Linked DNA regions of Mus musculus: all the other regions are linked to region 1. The links are chromatin contacts, called in public Hi-C and HiChIP or PLAC-seq maps. All regions are on one chromosome and are shown on one strand. Each heading gives the region's core, a stretch centred on a gene start, on an enhancer-like site or on the middle of the called end of the contact. The rest is flanking DNA. Distances are from core to core; before and after follow the strand shown.

Region 1 (2,801 bases), core at 143-2,642:
TAGTGGTTTTTGCAAACTTGCTAAAAACCAAAATGTTCTAAACTGTCCTCTGATTTTTTTCCCACACAGTAGCTAAGATCTTGAAAAATTGACTAAGAAACCCACGTAGAGATTCGGGCAAGTCCCCATTCACTTATTTGGCTCAATTGCTTTTGTCTGCGAGCAAGTCACCATGGGGGCAAGTTCCCATCCGTCCACTGGGCTCGTTTGCTTTGCTTCAGCGCCTCTGAAAACCATCACCACATTTTTTTTGTAACTAGATATTTTCTTTATTTACATTTCAAATGCTATCCCAAAAGTTCCCTATACCCCCCCCCCCGCCCACCCACTCCCACTTCTTGGCCCTGGTGTTCCCCTGTACTGGGGCATATAAAGTTTGCACAACCAATGGGCCTCTCTTCCCAATGATGGCCGACTAGGCTATCTTCTGCTACATATGCAGCTAGAGACACGAGCTCCAGTGGGGTACTGGTTAGTTCATATTGTTGTTCCACCTATAGGGTTGCAGACCCCTTCAGCTCCTTGGGTACTTTCTCTAGCGCCTCCATTGGGGGCCCTGTGGTCCATCCTATAGGTGACTGTGAGCATCCACTTCTGTATTTGCCAGGCACTGGCATAGCCTCACTCAAGACAGCTATATCAGGGTCCTTTCAGCAAAATCTTGCTGGCACATGCAATAGTGCCTGGGTTTGGCCATCACCAGATTTAATACGTTTCGTTTCTCGAGGTTTTGGCTTTAAAATGCAAAGGCCACGGGACATGCTTGGCACTGCAAGGTTTACACGCCCAAGAATAAATTTCCAGGCAGGTAAACCGTATCTGTGTCTTTCCCGGCAGCGAAGACCAGTTTCCTATATGCCTACTCTTTTCTGTGGCTTCTCAGCACCACACTCGTAACCCCAGGAGGGAGGGCGGGAGGCTGGTCTTGCCTGAGCATCTGCCAGGGAGAACGAGGCCCTCAAAGGCAACCAGGAGTTTCTCTTCTCGGTGCCCCTGAGCGCATCCAACCGGGAGAAACTCAAGCGCGGGGTAGGAAGCAAGACTGAGGGGCCTCAGACCGAGCTTTTGGAAAATAGAAAAGTCTCGCTCTCTGCCCCTCAGCCTAACTTCCTTTATTTCCTCACAAGTTTCTCAAACTTCGGGCTTGCAACCTGGAAAAATGTACCGGACGGGGGGTGGGGAACCTAAGTGGCTCGGAATTCCTCGCCTTCTCCCGCCTTTAACCGGGGCGGGGGTGGCCCTGCACTTCCGGCGACCTCAGACGCCTCGGCCTAAAGACTCAGTCTCCCTGGCTTCTTACTCCCCAGCCGGACCCTAACTTCCCCATCACTCACTGCCTGCCCGGGATCGCCATCTTGTTCCCGTCTCCGCTGGACCTGGTCGACGCGGACGTGACGAGACGCTGACGCCGACGTGTATACGCGCACTTCCGGTTCCGGTACTCGCTTAGCCGCTGAGCCTACCGCTGTGTCTTGCTTAGGATGCGGCTCGGCTCAGAGTCTTAAAGTCAGGGCGGGGAGGCGATGACCAAGTTCTAGTCCAGAGAGAGGCTCGTGGACCGCGCTCCGGGGACGAGCCTCGTCACTGGAGATAGTGTTAGAGTCACGTCCAACCGCGACGCCTGCTGAATCCGGACCGAGTCGGAGTGGGCCCCAATTATCTGAATTTAATGAGTTTCAAAACGGCTCCCTACACATCTATTGCTTTGTTTTGCTGCTCAGTGTAGCTGGCTCTGAGTGACTAAAAAAACCGAAAAGCCATAGAACCTCAATGTGAACTGATTATTTTATTTAAATAAAGCCTTTCTATATAATATAACCCTGACTGTCCTAGAACTCAAGATCTTGCTGCCTCAGCTTTCGGAATGCTGGAAATGCAGGCACCCTCGCCGAGAACTGATATTAGCAGTGCAGTTGTTTGAGACCATCTTGCTCTATAGTCCAGAATATCCTTTTGCCTCAGCCTTCTAAATGACAGTAACTCATCACAAGTGTGCCACCCCATTTTAAAAGACAAAACCTGGCTACATTTCATCTGTGCATCCACCATTTAGAACTAGTGTTGGCAGCCAGGGCTATACAGAGAAACCCTGTCTCGAAAAACCAAAAAAATAAAAATAAAAATTTTTTTTAAAAAGCCGGGCGTGGTGGCGCATGCCTTTAATCCCAGCACTTGGGAGGCAGAGGCAGGCAGATTTCTGAGTTCGAGGCCAGCCTGGTCTAAAAATGAGTTCCAGGATAGCCAGGGCTACACAGAAAAACCCTGTCTCAAAAAACAAAAACAACAACAAAAAAATTAGAACTAGTGTTGGTGTCTGGGAATTACCGTACAAACCACTCAGACACCAATCTCAGTCTAATAGAGATTAAATATCACACCCCAAGACTGAAAAATCAGGTCCACAGACCAAACTCAGGAGCTGACTGTGGCATTGAGTTAAGATCCTATAGGGCTTTTAAGCCTAAAATCCACAAACATCTGTGCCAAGTTACTCCACCAATCAGGATTTAGAGTTAGGCAATTTCATCAGAAGCATTTTTTTTTTTTGTACACTTATCCTGTTCTCATTAGTTGAGGTATTCAACTGTGGCAGAGGACTTGCCTAACATTCATGTCTTAACTTGCCAACCAGGACATCAGTTATCCATGTACATGCCTCTTTCTACCAAGTAGGATGTCAATTCCCTGGGATGTCTTAGGTAGGAACTTTATTCAACCCCTGCTCAAAATGGAAGTTTTATTCCAAATGGCTTCTTATGTTGGGGTCCATCCCAGGAGCAGCTTATAAAAGTAAAAACCAT
Region 2 (2,801 bases), core at 88-2,587, 440 kb after region 1:
CACCTTCACGTTGCTCCAGTCCTGCTCTCGCTAATAATAAGAACTGAGCCCCGAGCTGTTTTGGGAGGGTCTTAGGCCCAGAAGCCTTAAGAAGCCAGAGCTTTCTTGATTCCCGCTCTCCTTTGCCCAAGGAAACACTGGTCCGAGGAGCTACAGTGCTCAGCTCGGCCTCCCTTGCAAGGGAGCGCTGCAAAGGAAATCCAGCTAAGGATTGACGCCCAATCAAAAGTTTGAAACAGGCCTGCGAGATGGCTCAGTGGGAAACGGTGCTGGCCGCCAGCCTGACGACCAGAGTTTAATCTGTGGACCTAAGTGATTGAAGGAGGGACCTGATTCCCACAGATTGTCCTCTGACCTAGACACACACACATACACACACCCCTAAACAAATCTTTTTAGGTTTGAAATACATCAAAAAATAGTTATTTCAGGCCTCTCCCATGTGCCCGGACTTATTTCACCCACCCCTGCAGAAATGACCAGATGTTGATCTGACCTAAAGAACCACACTTCTCTCTACCAAAGCCCCACCGCGGGGCTAAGCATCCCTTAATCCTCTCCCTCAACATATTCGGCCAGACTCGAGCCTCTTTCCTTTCCTACAGTCCTTCTTGATAAGTAGTGGAGACGCCTAACTCTTGGAAAGCGTCCTTGGGGGTGGGCTGGGAAGGCCACAAGTGTCTACCGGCTAGTGCCCGGATGCCCTCCAGAGAAACGACAGCCACCTCCCTCAAACTCGTGGTCAGGGTCAGATGCTTCAGTCTGCCTCTGGCCAGGTGCAGAGTCCCAGCCCTACTGAGTTATCGCCCAGTTGCTGGTCCTGGCTGGGCGGCAGGGCCAGGCGAAGGAGAGAGAGATAACACGTCTCTAGCTGCAAAGGCAGCAGCGAGTGGGGAAAGTGAAGCCAGCGAGGGATCAGCGCTTTGCTCCCTTCTTGCTTTTTTGCTACTCCTCAATAGCGGATCCTGAGGGTGCAGTGACCCAGGGTCTCCCCTGGAGCCAGACTTCATTGAGGGCAAGGGTAGAAGCAGGCACCTCCCGTTCACCCAGGCCTCCAGCCTCACCCCCTCCCCAATCCTTTCCTAGCACTCCTTGTTCCGCTCTCTCTGGTTGGCCCTCAGGTCCTCGCTCCCGCTTTGTGGCCCGGCTCTCTTTCACCCTCTGCTCCAGCTTGTCGCAATCGCTGTACAAAGGGCTGGGGGCGGGAGTGGGGGGGCGGGCGAGGGGAGCTCGACCCGAACTGGCTGTCTCCTCCTGACCACGACCAATCCGGAGCGCGCGCGCCCTCCTGCTTGGGAGGACTCTTGACAGCCACGGGCGGCCGGGCGGAGCCGCGCGGACAGAACGAGGAGCCCGACGAGAGGACAGCTCCGCTCCCCGCAGCCCAGTGCCTCCCTCCGGGGACTGTCCTGCCAGGCCATGCCTCCGTGGGCGGCCGCTCTAGCGCTGCTACTGGCGGCGCTCGCCTTGCTCCTCCTGCGACCCTGGAAGCGCGCTGTCGGAGCGCGAACCTCAGTCCGGGACCACGAGGAGCAGGAGGTGGCGAGCGGAGGCCCCGCGGATCAGTTCAGCGACCGGCGCGAAGCGCTCCCCGGAGGCTGCAGCCTCATTTGCAAGCCGTCGGCGCTGGCCCAGTGCCTGCTGCGCGCTCTGCGACGCTCGGCGGCGCTGGAACCCAGCCCCCGCTCCTGGCTGTCGGGACCCCACCTGCAAACCTTCTGCCACTTCATCCTGCCAGTCGGGCCCGGGCCTGAGCTAGCCCGTGAGTACCTGCAGCTGGCAGATGATGGGCTGGTGGCTCTGGATTGGGTCATAGGACCTTGTGCCAGGGGCCGCCGGGTCACCAACCCTGGGAGCCTCCCTCCAGTGCTGTTGGTAATCCCCAATGCATGGGGACGCCTCACTCGCAATGTACTGGGGCTCTGCCTGCTCGCCCTGGAGCGCGGCTACTACCCGGTCATCTTCCATCGCCGCGGCCACCACGGTTGCCCGCTAGTCAGCCCCAGACTACAGCCTTTCGGGGACCCGTCCGACCTCAAGGAGGCGGTGACTTACATTCGCTTCCGACACCCGGCGGCCCCCCTGTTCGCGGTGAGCGAGGGTTCAGGGTCCGCGCTGCTGCTGTCCTACTTGGGGGAGTGTGGCTCCTCCAGCTATGTGACTGGCGCCGCCTGCATCTCGCCAGTGCTACGCTGTCGCGAGTGGTTCGAGGCTGGCTTGCCTTGGCCCTATGAACGTGGGTTCTTGCTGCACCAGAAAATCTCTCTCAGCAGGTGGGTAACGGGAACAGAAGTCTACAGCTCTGCCTGGTATGGGAACAGAGCTTTGTGGGTAGGTTGGGGCAAAGTTCTCACGAGGTTTCCAAAGCTGTTCAAACCCTATAATTGACATAGAGCCAGGAAAGTGGGTTTCAAAGCCATATTAGCCCCAGGGCCTCCGTTAGGGCCCCATCAGTTCATCTCAGTCGCAGGTGTCCTAGCAACCGGTGGTCAGCAGAGGCCTGCACCTGGCATTTACCACTTAGTCCATAGCTAGATAGGTCAACAAACAGGGCTCTGGAAGCAATTGCGGCCGATTATCTGTCCAGAATATTTACCTTCAGGCTCTGAGCCAGGAGGTGGCAGGAATGAGAGATGTACAGTCTTTGGTTTTTTTAAATCCTTCAATCTGACAGATGTTTTACATATTTCTAGGTGAGTACACAACACTTATTCCTGTGTTTGTTCTTTCTGAGTCAAGGTCTCATACAACTCTGGCTGCACAGCTGAGGGTGTGTGTCCCTGAACTCCAGACCCTCAGCC
Region 3 (2,801 bases), core at 222-2,721, 390 kb after region 1:
AGGCACGAACACCCCGCCAGCGCACGCACACTTACTTTTCCCTTTTTACAGCGGAGTTGAGACGCCCGCCGGACTTTCGCGCGCTGGACAGGGCGTAGCCGCTCTGGCCTGGCCCTGCCCCCGTCCGGCCCCGCCCCCTCAGGTTGATGGCAGCAGCAGCTGGGACTGCAGCGGAGCCCGCAGCCGAGAGCCGCAGGCAGCGGCCGGAACACCCTGGCCCGGACGCACGGACGCCGCCTCCTCGGCCCTTCGCATACCCCGGCCCGCTCCGCAGAGGAGTCGCAGCGTGAGCACCCCCGCCCGGCTTAGGACCAGGTACCCCCCTCCCTGCCTCCGCCACCGCAGCCAACGGCGCGGGCGGGGTCTCTGGAGGGGGCAGAGGTCTGCGCCCCCCCCCCCCCCCGCCGCTAAATTCAGTTCGTCAGGGCGGACTTGGTGTCTATATTTGGCCGGACAGCGGCTGGCGAGGAGACACCTAGTCTCACAGGAACGCACTGCCGGGGCAGGAGGCTGGAGGAGGGGGCGAGTAGGCCGGCCTTCAGGCCTGGGGCTACAGAAGTGGTTTGAAGGGCACAAGGATGCCCGGGCAGGGGAGGGGCAGGAAGCAGTTGGCCTTTGGGAGAACCTGCTGTGTCCCCTTGGGAAAAGTAGCAAGCATTGCTAAGCTCCTAGCTCCAGAAGCCGAAGTCGTAGAACCAGAAAGAGGACCTCACCTCCTCCCTGGTTGCACATCTGGTCCTTGCAGGTGGGGTCGAGGGCCCCCACCCTCAAGAGAACGGACTAGCCAGCCCAGGCATCGCACCCAAGAGGCTGGACCAAAGTATGATATTTGTGTCAGATGACCATAGCCAGGACTCCCCCACCCCACCCCATCCGGAGAAATCAGTGCATGGGGAAATAGACAGAAGGAAGATCGCCCTACTCCCACATACCCCACACCACCGGAGGAATCTTTTAAAAAGAGTAGGAAGCAGGGCTAACAAAAGGACCTCTTCTCTTGGCCAAGCTGTAGAAAAAGACACACCGGCTTGAACTCAGCGATGTGAATATGGGATCTTGAGGGCTGCAGTCCTACCTAGCCTTGAGCTACGGTCCACTGACTAAAAGAGAAGGTGTTGGGTGGGGAGCCTTTCAGAGAGACAAACACTTGCAAAGAGGTCTCATACATGACTAGCAGCATGAGGGGACCCCCTGATATTCCTCCTCAAAACATTAGGTCTTGGAGGAAGTTTCAGCCCTGTGTCAGCCTCTGCTATCCCGGCTAGCCTGTGTGTCTAAGAAGCGGTGAGATTCCCCATCCTTGTCCCTCATATTAAACAACATGAGACAGATGTCAAAAACCAGCCTCCAACTTTGGTCACTTTGAAGATCCTGGCCAGATAATCCTACTCACTCACTCCTCCCTTCCACAGCTCGCAGGATTAAGGACCAACGTGCCTCTAGACTCTGATACTCCCTATCTTTGCCCCAGCCATGAGCCGGCGTGTTGTTCGGCAGAGCAAGTTCCGCCACGTGTTTGGTCAGGCAGCAAAGGCTGACCAGGCCTATGAGGACATCCGGGTATCCAAGGTCACATGGGACAGCGCCTTCTGTGCCGTCAACCCCAAATTTCTAGCCATTATTGTGGAGGCTGGAGGTGGAGGTGCCTTCATTGTCCTGCCTCTGGCCAAGGTGAGGGGTGAGGGGAAGAAAGCAATTGGGAGGGCACTGGCTAGGGTCTCTGGGATATATCCCACACTAGCCTTTTCTCACTGAAGTCCAGGCCTCCAGAAGGGCAGTCTGTGTGGACTGGGTACTCTGTCTTTGCCAAACCCACAAAGAATGGTGGAGAACAGCAACATCAGCGTGACCTGTGCGCCCGATCTCTAGGCCACAGAGCACTGTGTTCCTAGCAGAAACCAAGATGGGTGTTAGTGATGGAGATGGTTGGGATACAGCAGACCAAGGTCCAGTCAGACTCTAACCTTATCTTTACCTAGTGTCAGAGAAAGGCAGAGTCAGAGAGATGGAGAGAGACACACAGACACACACAGAAACAGAGAGAGACAGAGATACAGAGAGAGAGAGAGAGAGAGAGAGAGAGAGAGAGAGAGAGAGAGAGAGAGAGAGAGGTGTTCAGACTCTGATCCTGGGAGTGGGATGAAACTAAAAAGAGAAGTTACAATAGTCAGAGCCTTCCCTCCCCTGCACATGAGGGAAAGGGCCAGGCACTGACTGCCACCTTTGCAGACACGTAGCCATCTGTACCCCAGGAGAGATACCCCAAAGCATAACCTTGACCTAGATACTGAGCCCTATACCTTGCTAAAGAAGACCTCACAAGTGGTGGGGTCAGGACAGGCCTGACAATAGCCTATGACTCACGCTGGACAATGCAGACACCATCCAGAGACAGCATCCCAAGGGCTCACATTTCAGCCCGAGCCACCTCCTCCCCCAGTGTGACTGCCATGTCAATGGCATTTAGTCACCCTCTCTCCCAGACTATGTGCTTTGGGCCAATGCCAACCCCTGCAGAGTCTTCAGAGCTCCCACAACTTACTCATGAAGACAAAAAGAAAGACGAGTGCCAGCCCCTGGTAAGGGACACTCAGCACCAAGACTGCGTGCTGCCTATGACTCCAAGGTGAAACCAAGGGAGAGGTCTGCCCCAGGGGCTAAGCCACTGCCGTCAGAGTCACTCACTCAGACCTCTCTCTCCAGGGGCTTGCCAAAGGTCCTCCAACTTGGGGGACAGGTTCAAGCACATCCTCCTCACAGGGCATGTGGGTTCACGCCCATGAGCCCAGCACTGGGAAGAC
Region 4 (2,801 bases), core at 112-2,611, 370 kb after region 1:
GCTAAGACTATTTGTCAACCATATGGACAAACTAATTGTGAAACATTTATTTCACTTTATGAAAATAAATTTACATACAGTGATGGAGCTTGAAAACATTTTAGCCAAAATAATGTTTTATGGTCGGGTGTGGTGGGCATGCCCCTAATCTCAGCAGAGAGAGGCAGGCAGATCTCAGTAAATTCAAGGCCAGCTTGCTCTTCATATAGTGAGTTGCATGATAGCCTGGGCTGTGTAGTAAGATTCGATCTTAAAATTAGTTAATTTTTAAAACCACCTGCAATAACATTTTAAGGGAGAGGAAGGGACAGATGATCAGCACAGAGCTCAGGAGGGAGGAGGTTACAGGTCAGCAGGGAGCACGTGAAGGTTGTGGTGCTGTAGCAGTGATGGTGGTCGCTGGACTGTGTTAGTGTGCCTACCACTCTGCCTCAGGCCAGTCTTTGGATTAGATTTTCTTTCTCTTACTCTCTCTCTTTTTTTAATATTTTTATTAGGTATTTTCCTCATTTACATTTCCAATGCTATTTCTTACTCTCTTATAAGTAGGTGTCAATTGTATTCCCAAGGCTCAAAGGAGTATTTTCTGATGATCATCAACCCCCAAGAAGAGAAGGAAGTCCCTGCTGAGCAGCAGGCTGTGATGTTAGCTCGCTCCTCACTAGCACAGCTCCCATCTGTATCCCCTCGTGACTGATACAGCACTTCAGTGTACTAGGTTTATTCCTTGTATGTATGAGTGTCTGCCTATGTTCATGTTTATGCACCACATGCATGATTGGTACCCATGGAGGTCAGAAGAGGGCATGATTCTCTGGATGTTATAGATGGTTGTGAATCACCATGTGGGTGCTAAGAATTGAAGCTAACTCCCCTGCAAGAGCAATCATTCTTAACCACGGAGCTATCTCCCCAGCCCTGACTGATAAGCAATTCGCCAGCATTTAAAAAAACAAAAACAAAAACAAAAAACTATACTTTGGGGAATTGTTGAGATTATGGAAACTTCTCATTTGTTTGTTGGCTAATTATCAGCTGCTGTTTTATATCTGACATACTTTGTCAGATGGCTGAGAACAGCTACCCTCCAAGCTGTCTCCTCAGCCATCATCACAGGACTTCTCTTATGGTGCTGAATGAGAAGACCCATTTGCACAACCCCACAATGAGTGACAGTGTGGAAATCAGAAAGCACAGGTGGTATTTAGGCCTGGAAACAAAGGCCTCCAGAACTAAGAAAAGAACCTCACACAGGAAGCAAACTGGCCTTGGTTGGTAATAATACAGTTTAGTCCATGCTTTCTCAAAGCAGTCAGCTTGCCTCTCCCTTACTTGAGATGTGTGATATGTGTTATGTTGTCTCCTCCTAGGGGTGGCTAGAGGTCATGCAGCTTGAAAAGGGTAAAGCTCTACTGTACACCCAGCCAGCTGATTATAGCTTGTCTTCATAAACAGATTTGACCTGTTCTCTCTGACGGAAAGCACCCTCTGCTGTGAAGGCCTGAGTCGAGCGCCCCACCCAAGCAGCAGACGGCAGAGGGAGCTGAGAGCAGGTGTAGAGCTGAGAAGAAACAGGGTCACATCAGTGTAGGCACATGACTCAGCAGAACCCTCGTGTGGCCCCAAGCCACGGGCAAGTTGTTTGAAACTGAGTTTCCCCTTCCACCCAGAAGTTAGGTAACTCTTTGTCTGCTATTAAATCATGGGGACTGTCAAGCACCATATTTAGGATCTAATCCCTGGGCAGGTGATCCTGACCAACGGTACAGGCAGCTGAGATATTTTGGCTGGGGCTTTGATAATTGTGTTTCCTTTATAAGCATGTAGTTTGAAGTAAACTTGTCCCCATCTCAGACTGCACTTCATGAAATAACCAAAGAATGACTATGTAGTGATCTCTGGGGTTGATAAAGAGCCCTCTTTGGACCACATTTTCCTAAGTGTTGTCTCAAGTTCTAAGATCTTTTGGGAAAGGCTTGTCCTCTATACTCATCCTCTTCATTCTATAACAGCATATTCAATCCACATTTACTAGGCCTCCTTTATTTTCTAACTTAATGATCACCTTAGCCAGACATGGTGGTACACGCCTTTAATCCCAGCGCTCAGGAGGCAGAGGCAGGTGGAGCTCTGTGAATTCAAGACTAGCCAGTTCTACATAGTGAGCTCCAGGTCAGCAAAGGCCACATAGATCCTGTTTCAAACACATACAAAAGACTGATCACGGGGGAGCTGGATAGAAGGCTCAACAACCCACTTTGGTATCCAGCACCCATACTGGGGTAGCTTCTAGAGATCTGACTCCTCTTCTGACCTCTATGGTCATCCTCACAAATAAAAATAAGAAGGATCCTGATCACCATTCCCCCACATCTGCCCAGCAACAAAAGCTAATACATAAGCTCTTATTCCAATAATAAACCTCCAAAAGATTATTGCTTTTTGAGTAACTTATATGTTCTTTAGGTTGGGGGGTTGTTTTGTTTTATTTCTGGTTAAATTGTTAAACATTTTTTTAAAGATTTTAGATATTTTAATTTTTTAAAAAACTGTGTAAATTTTGATTGTATTCCTTCCCCTCCCCCAACTCCCAAATCTTCTTCCACCTTCCTACCTTTCTTTCCCTCTTTAAAAAAAAAAAAAAAAGATGGCATAGGTCAAAACAAACAAAAACCAGTAAGACAAATAGCACCCCAAAACCATAGTACCCATGTTGTGTTGAAGCCTGCTCTAGAGCATAGTTGATATATCCAGTGCCACCCTAGTGGAGAAAACTGATTTCCCCTTTCCCAGCAAATACC
Region 5 (2,801 bases), core at 187-2,686, 330 kb after region 1:
GTTTAGTCCATTATTATCATATCATGGCAGGGAACATGTCAGCATGCAGGCAGACATGGTACTAGAGAAGAAGCAAAGAATTCTACATCCAGATCCACAGGCAGCAGGAAGAGAGAGCCATTGGGCCTGGTTTGAGCTCTTGAAACCTTAAAGGCCACCCAGTAAAACACTTCCTCCAACAAGACCACATCTACTCCAACAAGGGCACACATCCTAATTCTCCTCAAGTAGTGACACAAGTATCGTCATCTCAGAAGCCTGAGAGTGTCATACTCATCCAAACCACCACATGTACATGTTTATGAAAATGGTTAACATAGATGTATGAAGGTATCACAGTGAAGCCCATTATCTACAGTGAATACATGGTAATGAAATTTTTAAGTTAAAAAACAATTCATGACAACCTGAGGAGATGGCTCAGGGTAAAGTGTTTGCTATGTAAGATCAAGTACCTGAGTTCAGTTCCTAGCGTTGGTGGAAAATCTAGGTACAGCAGTGTGAGCCTATAATCCCAGGGGTAAGGAAGTGGAGACACGCCAGGCAGTGGTGGTGCACGCCTTTAATCCCAGCACTTGGGAGGCAGAGGCAGGCAGATTTCTGAGTTCGAGGCCACCCTGGTCTACAGAGTGAGTTCCAGGACACCCAGGGCTGTACAGAGAAACCCTGTCTCAAAAAAAAAAAAACAAAAAACAAAAAAAACAAACAACAAACAACAACAACAACAACAAATGAAGTGGAGCCAGGGTAATCCCTGGACTTTCTGTGAGCAGCCAAGGAGCTCGCCTAGCCAAATCTGTGAGAACCTGTCTCTAAGGTGACGAGCAATTGAGAAAGACACCCAAGATGACCTCTGGCCTCCAAATGTACCCCATAAAAATATGAACACATGTACACACACATAGACACAAAAATCAAGGCATAAAACTAGGAAATAAGTTTTGACCATGATCTTCAGAGGCAGTGACACTTGGTAAAAATCTTTGACTATTTCTAATTTACTCTTATTCTTTACTTTTCTCTTATTGTTGGGTACTAATGATAAAATTAAGCAAATGGAAACATAGCTCTGGGGTAATGTTTTTTTCTCCTGCCAATCTAGTCTTTCCATCAGTAATGCTCTACTTTGATAATCCAAGGGCTCACGCCTTTCTTGGTAATATACCACTGGTCTTGGGTTCAAAACTCACATGTACCTTGCTTCCTGTAATTAAAGATATCTCAGACCGACTCCAGATCATTGTGGTTATTATTGGAAGGAGCTGGGTCTATATCCTTAAGGCATTAGGGTTTTCTGTTGTATTTCCCTACTGTTTCTGAAGAACCTTTGAGAAGCCTGTGGAATGTGGCTGCTAAGCAGATCTTTACACTCTGAGATAATAAGCCTCAGGAAATCCTGCCAGATGTCTCAAACCATGACTTCCTGGTTTAGGACTAAAATGGAATTGTGCAATAGCGAGGGGCGTGGCCCAGGCCTAGGGAAATTTATACACACTCGTACACACATGCACATGCACGCACAAAGCCCTGGGTTTGGAGGAAGGGGTATAGATGACAATGATTGTCCTTCCGATTTGGAGTTGGGGGCAGGGAAATCCTAGTATCTCTAGAAAGTATCTTCCAAAATCTTGGTTTACTCTAGTTTGTACATAGAAGTAGTCTTGCTTTGCTCTGTGTTACTGCAATAAAACACTGACCAAAATGAACTTGGTGAGATAGCTAAGTGGGTATGTGAGCCTGCTGTCAACCCCAACAACCTGGGTTCAGTTCCCCAGCACCCACATAGTGGAACAAACCAACTCAAGTTGTCTTCTTCTAGCCTCCAGCATGCTACCCCATGTACACAAAATAAAATTAAAAATTTTTTTCAAGTTTGGGAGGAAAGAGTTCAGCTCACAGGTTATAGACCAACATCATGGGGAGCCAGGGCAGGAACCTCGAGTCAGGGATTAAAGCGGAGGATGCTGACGGGCTTGCTCCCAGGCTCACATGTATAAATAAGGTAGTTCTTATACAGCTCAGGCCCACTTGCCTAGGGATGGCACTGCCCACCATAAGCTGCCTCCTCCATCAATTAGCAATCAAAAGAAAATGCCCCATAGACAAGCTGACAGGCCGTCCAATCAAGAGCATCGTCCTTTAGTTGAGCTTCCTTGCCCTTTTCCCAGGAATGACAAGTTAGGAGGGGAAAAGACAAAAGTCAGCTTGGGAAATGTGTTGTGAACATGTATACCAGTTACAGCATTTAATTATATGCTCTGACTTTACAGAGGCTTGGCAACCACTTTTAGGAAGCTTTCTCTTGCAGTAGCTTCTAGTGTTTTTCATAAGTAACAGCCCTTTTAGTAAGGAAATACTCATTTTTTGAGAATGGTGGCATGCTCCAGTAATCCCATCATTCCAGAGGCAGAGGCAGGAGAATTGCCAAGAAGGTGAGGCCAGCCTGGTCTACGTAGTAAGTTCAGGACATCCAGTCTTATATATAAGACTATCTCAAGGACGAGGAAGTAGGGAAAATACCTACCTTTCCACATTCAATGGAAGTTTCTAACCTCTGGTTTGGATTTTTACCTATGTGGACCTATATTGTCAAGTATTTTTGCCATTTGACACCTGGCTATTTAAATAAGTAAAGACTAAAATGATATGTAAAAAAAATAAATTCTCATCATAACTAGTCAAATTTCATTTACTTTCTTAGTCATGTGTGATTAACAGCTCCCCTGTAGAACAGTATGGTACAGTTAAACAGAATTGCTGTGGCTGTATTTCCTTTGTTCAGTTCCCCTTGACTCCTCAGT
Region 6 (2,801 bases), core at 210-2,709, 310 kb before region 1:
TGTGTGTTCATGGTGAAATTCAAATGAAAGGAGTAAACACAGGAAGGAATAATGTAAGAATGTCTCAGGACTAAAGAATATCAAGACACTGTGTCATTATATTTTGCAATCCAAGGCAGGAAGCAGAATTATATGGTGGAGTGTATCTACCCAGAGACCAAATCCCACTCCTAACGTCAGCTCAGCCACCTATTGTCTTTGAGATTTACTGATGATCCAGTTCATTTAAAAACCTCAAGCTTTCAGTTTTTCTATACATGCTTAAAGCATCTGGTACAAAGATATATTGTCAATATATTAATTGCTTTAATTATTACAGTATAGTGTTTCAAAAACCCACAGCCTAATGACTATCAATAATGACTATCATAGCAGCTACTCCTATCTACATAGTTTAAAAAGAAATTCTAGCTACGACAAGTATTTCCAAAGGGCATTTTAAATACACATTTTAAACTATAGGCATGTTTCTCTGTAATTCTATTTATCTATTTAGTCTAATGAAAAGCATAAAGTAGAATGTATTTTGAAAACATGACAGAACATAAAATTCAGTCCCTTAGATCTACTGGCTGATGGTGACAATACCATATTTCCCAGGGGCTTCATGGGACAAAAAGAGGAAATAGGCTTAAAAACTAAATAAGCAAAAGGTTAAATGAAACAAAGTGGGCCATTTCTGATCTCTGTGGATCACTGTGGACTAGGAAGGTTTTGTGTGACCTCACTTGAGTGGACCAGACTTTCAGGAATTAAATAAGCACAACTGAAGGTTTTCCTGGCGGGAGACGAACAGCAAACGTATTCATTAGAACCTTTTTTTGCTATCATTTTTAACAAAACCGATCTTGGAGTCCAGGGAAGAAGGTACAGTTATTTTCAGTATTCTGTCACCCAGTCGTCATTAAAGTCTCAATCTCAAATTGCCAGTTGGGGTCCAGGAGGAGACGACCATCCACTAAAATATCCCTGCAAGGCTGGCGCTGACAAGTCCCTCCTCACTCCTAGTTGTCTGACAGTGACCTCAACTCCAAGGTTCTGACTGCTCGTCTTCCGGGCTCTGGATATTGTTGCTCAACACCCTCCTCCCAAGAGCTCGTCCCCGCAGCCCCATCCGGAGAGCCTCACTACCCCTCACACACTTCCATCTGGAGCCTCAGGCGCCTCTTCCTCTCCATCCCGGCTCCCTCCACTCCCGGACCCAACCCCTTCCCAGGTCCGGCTCACTCCGCCCCAGCTCCTTCCCCAAGTTCCCAGGCCCAGGGCTCCTCTTGGACAACCTCATCCCAAAGTGTGGCTCATTCCGTAGCCTGGCTCTTCCCTCTGCTGCCTCCCTCAAGATCCAGCCTCATTAAGTTCACTCTGCACCCGGTGGAACCCACTCCGAGGCCTTGCCCTCACCTTCCCAGTAATTGCTGGTTCCTGCCGCCATCTTTGTTGCCCAACGTCAGTCGGGACAGGCGAGTAGAGGCCTTGAAGGCCAGAGAGTCACCTCCACGCCTTCTTCCACCCCCGAGCGCCGAGGCTGATGGGATACGCTAGCCTCCTTAGACACTGCCACCTGGTGGACAATTCGTTATTTTACAGCTTTAAGTAGCTCGTTTGAAAGCGTCGTTTAGCTGTTCTGGGTGTTCATACCACATCTTTTCAGTCTTCAGTCTTCAATTTCTTCATCTCGGATTGTTCTTTTCAGCGGGTGACTTAGAGGAGAGACACAATTTCCATTATCTCCCCTTAAATAGGATGTCTTGGGACCGGAGGTGGGGGGGTGGTGGTGGTGGTGTCAAGCTTAATGGGGCAGGTGCCTTGCCTGAATGTAAGAGGGTCTGGGTTCGACCCCCAGCATTCCATAAACAGAACATGGTAGTATATGCCTTTAATCCTAGTACTCAGAATGTGGGGATAAAAAGACCAGAAGTTCAAGGTCATCCTCAGCTACATAGAGAGTTCAAGGCTAGGTGGGGATAAATGTCTCAAGAAGAAAAAGAAAAAGAAAAAGAAAAAGTACCTTCAATCAGCATTTTCCTTTCTCAGAGCCAGTGGTTCTTTTCCTGCCCATCTTCCACTGTCCAGTATGTAAAGTTCCTTCCCTGGTTGACTTCCCTATGTCTACAGCAGAGCATCAGTCCTCTGTCCCTTGCTAACAGCTTCCATGTGCCCACAGCCTGAAGCTCACTGATGTCGTTAGACTAGCTGGCTATCCAGCCCCAGTTTTGGCTTTCCCAGTGCTGGGATTACAGACATATGATGACACGCCTGGCCTTTTCATGTTTGTCCTAGGGATCTGAACTCACATCCTAATGCATGCATGCCAAGCAATTTACTGGCTGAGTATAATATGCATTATAGTAATAAATTGTTATGTGTTGTTTAAGTCCATTGAAAAGCTGGTTGTGGACATAGGGTTGTCACCCCGTGCCCCAGTCACACACATACTTAATACCCAAGCATATTTCTTGTAAATTGTCCCAGAGACCCCCTGGCTGGGGATGGGCTACCTGGCTGGCTCTGTGAGAAAGCAATAGTGTAGCAAAATGGCCCAAAGAGTAAAAAATACCAGGTCCGGGAGGACAGAAGGAGAGTATCTGAGTTAACACACCGTGTCCTTGATCACAGCTGATCATTCCCTCTGACCTTCCTGACATAAAGATGCCCACGGTGGGAATGGTTCATTGGACATCTTACCTAAGAGAAGCCGTTCTTCCTGGAACCCTTTTTGTGGGTCAGAGAGAGGCTCCAACTAGCTGGTTTTTGCTCTCCAGGTCTCCTCCGTTGCTTTCTGCTGGATGACGTAAGTGTCT
Region 7 (2,801 bases), core at 138-2,637, 280 kb before region 1:
TAAACAGAGGAAGAAAACCAGGGTCATCTTACGTGGTAAGGTTTGTAATGTGCGGGTAGTTCATTACAAGTCCTCTCAGGAACTCGGATAAGTCTTTGTATGAATGGTATCGATACAGAGCCAGGTCTGAGGACGAGCTTAACATGAAGCCTTCCAAGCCATTCTCAGCCGAAAGGTGTTTGATTAATGCTTCAAACTCCTTAGAAGTTGGGTCGCTGGTGTCGTCAGTGCTGGTGCTATGCCCCCTGCCTTTCTTTGACTCATTGTTTGCATCTGCTGAAGATCGAACAAGGGTGAAGTTGACCTGAACAGCACCTTCACTCCTGACGGTCACGTTCTTGGTGACAGGGTTATACCTATAACAAAGCATACAGGTCAGATGCACACTTTCTCAGTATTCCAGCACTGGGAAATAGAGGACTGCAGAGAAGGAATAAGCTCAAGAAATAAATTTATGTAGTTTCTAAAAAAAAAAAATAATAATCAACTTGGAGTCAATTTATTATTTAAAAAAATAACAAAGAAAAAACATAGGTAAATATATAATATGAATAAGTTTCTAAGATTTAAATTAGGATTTCATGCTGGGCATGGTGGTACACAACTTTAATCCCAGCAGAGGAAGGCAGCTCTCTGTGTTTGAGACTAGCCTGGTTGTCATAGTGAGTTCCAGGACAGCTGGGAATATGTAGAGAGACCCAAAAACAAACAAACAAACAAACAGTATTTCAGGGGCTGGAGAGATGGCTCAGTGGTTAAGAACACTCACTGGCTGCTCTTCCAGAGGACCTGGGTTCAAATCCCAAGACCTACATTGTGGCTCGAAACTTAACTCCAGACCTATGGATCAAACATCCTCTTCTGGCCACTGTGGGTAACAGGCATGCACAGACATGTGTAAGCATAATATTCATGTACTTAAAATAAAAAGTAAAATATAATTTTAAATGCAAGTTTGAGCTTATTGCAGATAACCAGAGGTTCCTGGGGTGTGACTCCACTGCCAGCATTTGTGGAATGTGACAGGAGAGCCTGAGGTAGGACATTCTCTACCTGACCTGATTTTTGCCTGCTTCTCAGACACCCTAATGGATCTAGTTTCTCTAATTATTCTGCAAAAGTAAAAGAAAACAATAACCTTGTAACGCAATAGTGTGGGCTTCAGAGCCTATTTACAAGCTACCAGCTACTTAAAAGCTCTCTATTCTTGGTGAAAAGAAAGGTACTAACAACTCTAAGTTCTTGTACTTAGCTTTCCTCCAATGAATGTTCAAACTAACTTCACAAATCCTCTGGCTATAAAGGAGAAGAGAGTATCTGTGGTAGGCTCTACTCTTGCTAAATCATGAACAAAGAAAACCAGCTGAGTGTGGTGATGTGCCTGTAACCTTAGCACTCCAGAGGGAGAGGCGGGAGGATCAGAAATAGAGGCCAAACTGGATGTCATCAGCTCCTGCCTCAAAACAGCAACAAAAGAAACAAAACCAACAACAAAAGAGAAGTTTCAGTTTAAATAGGTGTTTCCAATTCTATACCAGTTGTAAAGGACTATAAAGACAACCAGATTGTTTTAGTTTTCTAAAGAAGGAAGGAAGGAAGGAAGGAAGGAAGGAAGGAAGGAAGGAAGGAAGGAAGGAAGGAAGGCAGGCAGGCAGGAAGAAAGGCCATAGGTTCATTTTCTTCTTTTTAATAAATAAATCTAGTTCAGCATGCACTTGAGAGGACCAAGAGTTTTGGGGTCAGCCTGGGCTACATAAGACCCTGTCTCACAGAATGACAGACAGACAGAAGAAAATGGTCTTACTCAGAGCCTGCAAGCAGCAGAAATTTTCATGAAAACAATGATGTAAATATATCACATAAAAACAAGCACATGAGAGCTTGGCAAAGCTATAAACTATAGACCGGTGTTCTCTGTGGGACAGCAGCATGACCTTGCTCAGCGGAACACGAGTATTTATCTTTTCCCCCTCACTTCTTCCAGCAAGCATGTGCCAGAATTACTACTAACAGCGAGGAAAGTCACGAAGGCAGATGATCAGAGTGGAGGAAGGCAAAGAAATGGCTTCAGAGGCCTATGACAGTGCAATGCCATAGGCAGCAGGTACTCACTGGTGAAACTAGCTCTTACCGTCCCTGCATTAAACTCTGCTTTGCTTAGCAGGCTCTGAGGGACTTTCTGGAAGTAAACTTCTAGAGGAAGCTCATGTTCGTCTTACTCCCAAGCTTTCATCACTTACCCTCGGGCAGATGCTGTGATTTTGTATGTCCCTGGGACCAAGAGGCGCCAGTAATCTCCAGCTTTGTAAGTGGTCACTGGGTGATTAATTTCAGCAACACTGAGGGTGGCATTTAATATGCCCCTACCATCTGTGGCATCAAGGACAAATCCTTTGACACCCTGATGAACCTGTATAAAGGACAAGAATACCAGATTTTAAGGGGAAAAGCCCATCTAATTACTTTGGGAGCTCGTATCCAAACTAAGAGATTGCTAATAATGTAAACAAAGGAGCTACCAGAACTTCAGTGTTCCCAGCAAAGCTGGATGTAAATGATCATTAAAAATGTATTTGCTTCTAAATGCCTCTGAAAGCAGAGGCCATGTGAAAAACATAATAAGACTTTAAATTTTAGGATGTTAGGTCTACTTCAGAGTATAGGATGCTATAAAAGAAAACACGCCAGAACTGTTTTGAATGGATTATTTTTAAAAGGAAGAATATTCTATATTAAAAAGAAAAAGGAGATACAAAAATCAATTATACTATACCCTGCTTGTAAATGTACCTATATGATTA

The links. Hi-C and Micro-C count contacts between places; a contact is called where the count stands out from the background. HiChIP or PLAC-seq counts read pairs in DNA pulled down with a chosen protein or histone mark.
Region 2: a contact with region 1 is called in an H3K4me3 HiChIP or PLAC-seq map of embryonic basal ganglia, with 5 times the contacts expected there. The contact joins the promoter of Abhd15 here to the promoter of Nsrp1 in region 1. A contact is called at or near these places in 6 of 39 promoter capture datasets (erythroid cells, frontonasal cranial neural crest, hippocampal neurons and 3 more), 1 of 484 Hi-C or Micro-C datasets (embryonic stem cells), 11 of 115 datasets of contacts at active chromatin or transcription factors (the 230-238 cell line, embryonic basal ganglia, embryonic forebrain and 8 more) and 3 of 9 other capture datasets (adipose tissue, liver and pancreatic islet).
Region 3: an H3K4me3 HiChIP or PLAC-seq map of embryonic stem cells shows a contact between it and region 1, with 5 times the contacts expected there. The contact joins the promoter of Coro6 here to the promoter of Nsrp1 in region 1. A contact is called at or near these places in 2 of 39 promoter capture datasets (macrophages and neural stem cells), 1 of 15 datasets of contacts at CTCF or cohesin (large pre-B cells), 1 of 484 Hi-C or Micro-C datasets (bone marrow-derived macrophages), 19 of 115 datasets of contacts at active chromatin or transcription factors (the 230-238 cell line, bone marrow-derived macrophages, embryonic basal ganglia and 11 more) and 2 of 9 other capture datasets (liver and pancreatic islet).
Region 4: a contact with region 1 is called in an H3K27ac HiChIP or PLAC-seq map of microglia, with 9 times the contacts expected there. The contact joins the enhancer-like site here to the promoter of Nsrp1 in region 1. A contact is called at or near these places in 2 of 39 promoter capture datasets (hippocampal neurons and neural stem cells), 2 of 484 Hi-C or Micro-C datasets (B cells and bone marrow-derived macrophages), 16 of 115 datasets of contacts at active chromatin or transcription factors (the 230-238 cell line, DN3 thymocytes, bone marrow-derived macrophages and 9 more) and 2 of 9 other capture datasets (adipose tissue and liver).
Region 5: a contact with region 1 is called in an H3K4me3 HiChIP or PLAC-seq map of bone marrow-derived macrophages, with 3 times the contacts expected there. The contact joins the enhancer-like site here to the promoter of Nsrp1 in region 1. A contact is called at or near these places in 5 of 39 promoter capture datasets (the C10 cell line, cranial neural crest, frontonasal cranial neural crest and 1 more), 6 of 115 datasets of contacts at active chromatin or transcription factors (bone marrow-derived macrophages, embryonic stem cells and large pre-B cells) and 1 of 9 other capture datasets (adipose tissue).
Region 6: a contact with region 1 is called in a Hi-C map of nephron progenitors, with 2.6 times the contacts expected there. The contact joins the promoter of Gosr1 here to the promoter of Nsrp1 in region 1. A contact is called at or near these places in 13 of 39 promoter capture datasets (the 3T3-L1 cell line, 3T3-L1-derived adipocytes, the HPC-7 cell line and 9 more), 5 of 484 Hi-C or Micro-C datasets (the G1E-ER4 cell line, embryonic stem cells, nephron progenitors and 1 more), 6 of 115 datasets of contacts at active chromatin or transcription factors (T-cell acute lymphoblastic leukemia, bone marrow-derived macrophages, embryonic stem cells and 3 more) and 2 of 9 other capture datasets (embryonic stem cells and macrophages).
Region 7: a contact with region 1 is called in a Hi-C map of nephron progenitors, with 4 times the contacts expected there. The contact joins the enhancer-like site here to the promoter of Nsrp1 in region 1. A contact is called at or near these places in 7 of 39 promoter capture datasets (the 3T3-L1 cell line, the C10 cell line, cranial neural crest and 4 more), 2 of 15 datasets of contacts at CTCF or cohesin (the NIH/3T3 cell line and large pre-B cells), 19 of 484 Hi-C or Micro-C datasets (the AML12 cell line, the C10 cell line, the G1E-ER4 cell line and 13 more), 6 of 115 datasets of contacts at active chromatin or transcription factors (the NIH/3T3 cell line, T-cell acute lymphoblastic leukemia, bone marrow-derived dendritic cells and 3 more) and 3 of 9 other capture datasets (adipose tissue, macrophages and pancreatic islet).

What each region holds. Positions count from the first base shown.
Region 1 is chr11:77,077,045-77,079,845 of GRCm38.p6, forward strand. It overlaps Nsrp1 (nuclear speckle regulatory protein 1), which reads right to left and starts at 1,393. Exons shown (of 7, transcript NM_001012309.2): 1 at 1,335-1,393. The coding sequence starts at 1,354. Mir423 (microRNA 423) reads right to left here and starts at 1,128; the gene lies at 1,020-1,128.
Region 2 is chr11:77,513,780-77,516,580 of GRCm38.p6, forward strand. It overlaps Abhd15 (abhydrolase domain containing 15), which reads left to right and starts at 1,338. Exons shown (of 2, transcript NM_026185.4): 1 at 1,338-2,273. The coding sequence starts at 1,420. It also overlaps a transcript of Trp53i13 not described here.
Region 3 is chr11:77,462,440-77,465,240 of GRCm38.p6, forward strand. Coro6 (coronin 6) reads left to right here and starts at 1,472. Exons shown (of 10, transcript NM_139128.2): 1 at 1,472-1,671. The coding sequence starts at 1,474.
Region 4 is chr11:77,445,355-77,448,155 of GRCm38.p6, forward strand. All of the region lies in intron 13 of Ssh2 (slingshot protein phosphatase 2), which reads left to right. Among named protein-coding and RNA genes, the nearest start is that of Coro6, 17 kb to the right of the region's middle. Within about 2 kb of position 1,362, at least 128 of the 459 cell types and tissues checked have an H3K27ac peak or open chromatin away from gene starts, as enhancers often do. A contact at or near this core is called in adipose tissue, bone marrow-derived macrophages, heart atrium and 4 more, where this site is marked.
Region 5 is chr11:77,408,660-77,411,460 of GRCm38.p6, forward strand. The region is part of intron 5 of Ssh2 (slingshot protein phosphatase 2); the gene reads left to right. Among named protein-coding and RNA genes, the nearest start is that of Coro6, 54 kb to the right of the region's middle. Within about 2 kb of position 1,437, at least 59 of the 459 cell types and tissues checked have an H3K27ac peak or open chromatin away from gene starts, as enhancers often do. A contact at or near this core is called in adipose tissue and bone marrow-derived macrophages, where this site is marked.
Region 6 is chr11:76,762,119-76,764,919 of GRCm38.p6, forward strand. It overlaps Gosr1 (golgi SNAP receptor complex member 1), which reads right to left and starts at 1,460. Exons shown (of 9, transcript NM_016810.4): 1 at 1,402-1,460. The coding sequence starts at 1,432.
Region 7 is chr11:76,797,549-76,800,349 of GRCm38.p6, forward strand. It overlaps Cpd (carboxypeptidase D), which reads right to left. Exons shown (of 21, transcript NM_007754.2): 11 at 2,241-2,410; 12 at 33-356. Among named protein-coding and RNA genes, the nearest start is that of Gosr1, 35 kb to the left of the region's middle. Within about 2 kb of position 1,388, at least 6 of the 459 cell types and tissues checked have an H3K27ac peak or open chromatin away from gene starts, as enhancers often do. A contact at or near this core is called in nephron progenitors, where this site is marked.